Regions from separate parts of the Mus musculus genome. Here region 2 is linked to region 1. Evidence: chromatin contacts called from public HiChIP or PLAC-seq data. All regions are on one chromosome and are shown on one strand. The core of a region is the stretch at or near the end of the contact, and the rest is flanking DNA. Distances in the headings are between cores, read along the strand shown.

Region 1 (2,989 bases), core at 192-2,691:
AAATAAAGATGCTCTCTTAGTCAGGGTTTCTATTCCTGCACAAACATCATAAGCAAGAAGCAAGTTGGGGAGGAAAGGGTTTATTCGGCTTACACTTCCATACTGCTGTTCATCACCAAGGAAGTCAGGACTGGAACTCAAGCAGGTCAGGAAGCAGGAGCTGATGCAGAGGCCATGGAGGGATGTTCCTTACTGGCTTGCTTCCCCTGGCTTGCTCAGCCTGCTCTCTTATAGAACCAAGATTACCAGCCCAGAGATGGTCCCACCCACAAGGGGCCTTTCCCCCTTGATCACTAATTGAGAAAATGCCTTACAGCTGGATCTCATGGAGGCATTTCCTCAACTGAAGCTCCTTTTTCTGTGATAACTCCAGCTGTGTCAAGTTGACACAAAACTAGCCAGTAGAGATGCCAACATCTAATCGCTGGGGGAAGAGAGAGAGAGAGAAAGAGAGTTAGTTCTAGGTTTGGGACAGATAGGAAGGAGAAGGGGGGACACCATGCCTGAGGTGTGGACAGGAGAGAGAACCAGAGCTGCCATGTAAAGGGTTTGAGAGGACATAGCCCAGAGGGCTGCACAGTTGGGTCTAGAGAAGCCAAGATGGTTAGTAAGAAGTAACTCAGAATTATCGGTGGGAGGTAGATTCTAGCTAGCAGCAAGGATGCTAGGGAGTCACCCAGATATTGTGCTGCTTAAGGCATATTTAAATATAAAGGTTGTGTGTGTGTTTCATTCAGGAACATAAACCATTGAGGCGGGTAGCAACCCTGCATTGGGATTTGTTATTAAATTTTAATAATGTATCTACAGAATATTTTTTTACTTTGATCAAATAACTTCTGAGCTATTTGTTTCATTTATAAATGAGTAGTTAATGAATATCTGATTTTTGACAGTGTATCCTTTCAGTCTTTCAGTTAGAAGTAACAATGCACAGGCATTTTCCATACTTGATCATCCATAAGAGAGATAAATGGGGAAGACAAAGAAGGAAAAGGGACAGGAGGAGAAAAGATGGTTTTCTGACCACTGGATTGCCTTTCGAATAGAGCTTGGATGTGTAACTGAAGAATGATAATCCACACACAATAGTTCTGTCATCAATAGCTTTGGAGCTAGGTCCTGGTTGTCTGTCTATGTGTAATTAATAGTTCCTATCAACTAGATATTAGTATTCTTAAACCTGAAACATCTGCGTGCTAGTCATCCATCTACCTTAGCCACCAAGTCATCAAATACCTTCCCTGGCTCTTGTTCTCAACACAGGAAGGTATATTTACTACTGTGGTGGTATGAGGAAGAATGGCCCATATATTTGAATGCTTAGTCACCAGTGAGTGTTATTCTTTGACATGTTTAGAAGGATAAGGAGGTGTGGCCTTGTTGTAGGAAGTATGTCACTGGAGATTGGCTTTGAGGTTTTCAATGCTAACACTTTCACTTTCTCAACAGTGTTTCTCTTTCTCTTGGCCTATGGATAGCAATGTAGCTCTTAGCTACTTCTCTAGCACTAGGCCTGCCTGCTGCCATGCTTCCTTGCCATGATGACAATGGACTAAGTCTCTGACGTTATAAGCAAGGACCCAATTAAATACTCCCCTTTATAAGGTTTGCCATGATCGTGGTGTCTCTTCACAGCAATAGAACAGTGACTAAGACAGACTACCATTCTAGTTTGAAGGGGAAAATAAGAGAAAATGCAGATAATTTTGCAAACGCATGAACATTATATAGCCTCATGGCGGATGAAGCCAGAACACCACATCCTCCGAAGTCTACAACCATCAAAAAAGGCAAGACTGTCATGGGCAGGCTGGAATGCAGTCAACACTGGGGAAACCCACCACACACCAACAGGGCAGGAGCACTGACCTCTAGCCCTGGATGCCCTGGCTCCACAGGGAACCCGGAGGCACCGCTATCTGATGTTGAATGCCACTTGCAAGGACTTCCAGAGATGAGGGCTCTGGGAAAAGAGAAGGTTTCAGTTCACAGGGGCACGTCTGCATCCGTGGCTGTTACAGAGCCGATACTGAAGAGCAGGCAGGCAGGCAAAGAAGCATGTTCTAGGCATGTAGATCTGACCCTTCCTCCCTGATCTTTTGGACCAAGGCCAATGTCAACCGCTCTGGGAAGCCTTTCCCTGTCTCGCTCTGGACAATCCTAACATATCAGCCTTTAGGGAGCTGTTTGAGATGGAAAGTGTGAGGCACCAAGAGCAGGGAACCCCCTTTTTTTATCTGTTCACCTCCATCTCATTCACCTTAAAGCAGTCGGGGTGAGAAGCCCTTCTCGTACACTATCTGTCTCCCCCCACAGACACACACCCCTAAGTTGGAACTTAAGAATAAAGATATTACTATAATTACTTAAACAAACACTGGAACGTAAGCGAAGGAGATACCTTGCTTGGTAGAGCACATGTGTGACTGTAAGCACCAGAGTTTGGATCCCCAGAGTGCATGTGACTGTTGGGCAGATATGGTGGCTGCCTATAATCCCAGCATCTAGGAGGCAGAAAGAAAGGATTTCCCAGAACAAGGTGGGACCAGCTAAGTAGGTAAAGTCTGTTCGAGTGAGACACTTCTTCAGCATAGAAGGTGAAGAAAGACCAAGGAAGACACCTGCCATTCATCTCTGGTCTCCACAAGCATTTACACACATATATACATAGACCCCTCATACACACCCACACATGTGAATATATACACACATATACATGCAAAAACAAACCAAAACAAAAACACCCCCCCAGGTTTCAGAAACTAATACTTATCTGCACACAAGGCATGATGATATGATCAGCATATCAGTACTTGTGAGTAACTATCCTAGAAACATTCTATCTTCAAATTTAAAATTGCCATGTCAGATTTATTTTAAATAGACCTTGAATGTCTCTAAGTGACTGAGTTCAATCTCCAGGAAAGAATGATAGCAAGAAAATAAAGAGAGAGAGAGAGGGAGAGAGAGAGAGAGAGAGAGAGAG
Region 2 (2,989 bases), core at 296-2,795, 1.1 Mb before region 1:
AAAGCCCTTCTAAGGTGTTGACAAGTCTGACTGTTGGTTTTCAGGCACATCATGGAACATCTGGAAGGTGTCATCGACCAGCCAGAGGCGGAGATGTCCCCACAGGAACTGCAGCTCCATTACTTCAAAATGCATGATTACGACGGCAACAGTTTGCTTGACGGCCTAGAGCTCTCCATAGCCATCACTCACGTGCACAAGGAGGTAGGTCAAGGAGGAGGCAGGGTTGGGCATCTGAGTAGACAGTGCCCACGCTGGTGACCTGTGCTGTGTTCCTGCCTCAGCAGAGCATTATCCGGTTTCTGTATCCCACCCTCACCCCAGAGAGGCTAAGCCTGGTTGGCCCAAGCTAAAATGTTGACATTTTCACTACAGCTGGAGTTTGAGGGTCCGGCCAAAAAACCACAGTGTAGGGCACAGGAAAGCGGTCATTTCATCTGAGAAGAAGGGTGACACCGGGACCAAGGGGCAGAGCTTTGGAAGTAGGTGGGGGTTGTGTCATACTGTGAGGTACTTCCTGCTGTCCCAAGGCATGGTCATGTCAGGCTCCCTGCCTGCCTGCATCAATAGGGGAGACACTTACTCTGCTTGATGGAGGCGGGGAGGGGGTGAGAGATGAGAGGCAGTAGGGAGCCCAGCAAGCTTTCACTGCAGTGGATTCTGTGTGGAGGTGACACTACTGTCAGAGGAGTCAGGATCCAGCAGTCCTGGCACGGGAGTGGCAGTGTGGCCATGACATTGGTGTGGGAGATGGACCAAGGTGGTCTCCACGAGAATGGCCAGAGCTTTGTCGCAGGCACAGCCCTCTGTCAGCAGCCTCTAGAACAGGGCGCTGCTTTCTCTTCAGCAGTGTTTTGCAGTGTTTTCTTCCTCTTGTTTTGACCTTGAGGTGTTCATTGTCACTGTTCCCATTTTCTTAGGCAAATTGTGCAGTAGGCTGACCCTGTGGAGGAATCAGGCAGTGAGCTCTTGCCTTAGGATGGGTGTAGAAGTCACAGACTCTGACAAGCGGTTCTTTGTAATCCAGACCCAGCTGTCTGCAGTGTCTGTACATTACCTTGTTACTATATCAACAGTGATAAAAAGCCAGGACCTGTTTTTATCCCATCTTTCTGTAGCTGGCATATGTAGTTTCTCACTTGGAGTTTTATAAATTGACCCTGCCTGGCCTGAGTCTGGATTCCTAGAAGTGGCACATTCTCCCTCGAGGGCTCCTAGATAAGTGACCCTTGTAGGCGTTTGCTAATGCCCTCCGTAATTCTGCCCCTCACCGTCTTGTGTACCTCTCGGTAGGAGGGGAGTGAGCAGGCGCCAGTCATGAGCGAGGATGAGCTCGTCAGCATCATAGATGGTGTCCTGAGGGACGATGACAAGAACAACGACGGCTACATCGACTACGCTGAGTTTGCAAAGTCACTGCAGTAGACCGTTGGCTCTTTCCTTTGTGCACATGTGACCCTTGCTAATGTGATGGATGTGTCTGGTAATGCGAAACAACTTATTTCCGTCTACTGCTCAGCACTTTGGTAAGAGCCTGTGGCAGTCTGTAAGAGTGGGGTGAGGAAGAAGCCACATGACTGTGGAGAGAAGTGGGACAGGCCTCAGTCCCTAGAGGTGTGTTTAAGCTTGTTGGGCAAGAGCTGGATGCGGATCTTCGGAAGGGCGGTGGGTATCCCGAGTTCTCAGGAATCCGACTGTAGAATGCCACTCTGACTTCTTGATGTTAATCCATGCTACCTAAAGTAAAGACAGGCTGCTTGGCCAAGTGGACACACTTGAGAAACAGTGGAGGGAGAGTGTGAAAGCCACACGCTTGCCCTGGTTGGTCCTGTCTTTAGGCAGATGTGGTCAGTATTCTGTTCCCCAGGCATACAGCATCATATATTAAAGCCACAGCAGAAGAGGAATGTCGCCCACTGAGGCCACCCAGATGCAGAGTCTAGGATTCCTTGCCCACTGGCCTTTTGGAAATGAAGCACCACTGGCCTGAATAATTAGCCTTTTCCAGATCTTCAGTATCTTCCACAACTACTGCCATACCCTGTGTTGTATCATTTGACCAGGAGGGAAACCTTGAATTGGGGTGTGTTCTCTAATCACTTTCCACTGTCTGAGCTTTCCTGACCCCTGTATTGTATCCTTGCTCCCAGGGCTCCCTTCATGGCTTGTGAACTGTTAACTTGGTATCTCAGGTTAAACTGTCAGCTGGTCTAGCCTGAGCGAGGCCTGAGACCATCAGTCACTAAGAGCAGTGGCTAACCTCATCGAAGTTGGAAGGAATGTTTTTAAAATTACCTCTTCGAGCCTGAATACAAAGAATAAAAGAATAAAAGAATTCTTTTAATTTCAGGGAAGATCAGAAAAGAAAGCCTAAAGCCCTTTAGCGTTGTGAACCTCAGTAGTAGCTGAAAGAGAAGCTGCCACAGGTTGTACTTGCTCTGTGAGATGTTGTAGACATTCCGTAAGAGAATCCAGAATGATAGCAGGATCAGGAAAGAAATGGAGCCAAATCTGCTCTAAGGTGAATAGAGACTTATTTTTCTTTATTAAAGTATTCTTGTAAGACAGTTTTCTGTGTCAAGTATTTGTGAAATCAGAGCTGACATGTAAGCTATTCTTGTAATATCTCATTATTTTGAAAGATTTATATAATGAACTCTGGCTATCTGACAATAAAATGGATGAAAAAGCAAGCAGCTGTTGACGTTGACTCTGTCCCCCATGAAGCCTCCTGCCGCATGGAGGCTGGATCAGTGCCAGCATTCACACCTGCCTTCCTCCCAGAAGCTGTGAGGTAGCTCACCAGGCCCTGGGCCGTTCTGTCTTGCACAGGGGATTCTGTGTTCAGCTTCTCTTTCCTTTTTAGCGTGGTTTGTATCCTTCCGAATGAACTCGCTTTTGAATCTTCCTTCTCCGGCTGGATTCTGGTTGTGACAGTTCTCTCTCGGGTGGGCAAACACACTGTTTCCCCTTGAGTCTGCTAACTTAC

What was found. HiChIP or PLAC-seq counts read pairs in DNA pulled down with a chosen protein or histone mark.
Region 2: an H3K27ac HiChIP or PLAC-seq map of acute myeloid leukemia shows a contact between it and region 1, with 5 times the contacts expected there. The contact joins two enhancer-like sites. A contact is called at or near these places in 3 of 39 promoter capture datasets (the 3T3-L1 cell line, embryonic stem cells and liver), 2 of 484 Hi-C or Micro-C datasets (the HPC-7 cell line and palatal mesenchyme) and 1 of 115 datasets of contacts at active chromatin or transcription factors (acute myeloid leukemia).

What each region holds. Positions count from the first base shown.
Region 1 is chr17:86,186,408-86,189,396 of GRCm38.p6, reverse strand. The region is part of intron 1 of Prkce (protein kinase C, epsilon); the gene reads right to left. Among named protein-coding and RNA genes, the nearest start is that of Prkce, 20 kb to the right of the region's middle. Within about 2 kb of position 1,441, at least 85 of the 459 cell types and tissues checked have an H3K27ac peak or open chromatin away from gene starts, as enhancers often do. A contact at or near this core is called in the HPC-7 cell line and acute myeloid leukemia, where this site is marked.
Region 2 is chr17:87,254,362-87,257,350 of GRCm38.p6, reverse strand. It overlaps Mcfd2 (multiple coagulation factor deficiency 2), which reads left to right. Exons shown (of 4, transcript NM_139295.3): 3 at 45-204; 4 at 1,294-2,908. The coding sequence ends at 1,425. Among named protein-coding and RNA genes, the nearest start is that of Mcfd2, 10 kb to the left of the region's middle. Within about 2 kb of position 1,545, at least 59 of the 459 cell types and tissues checked have an H3K27ac peak or open chromatin away from gene starts, as enhancers often do. A contact at or near this core is called in the HPC-7 cell line and acute myeloid leukemia, where this site is marked.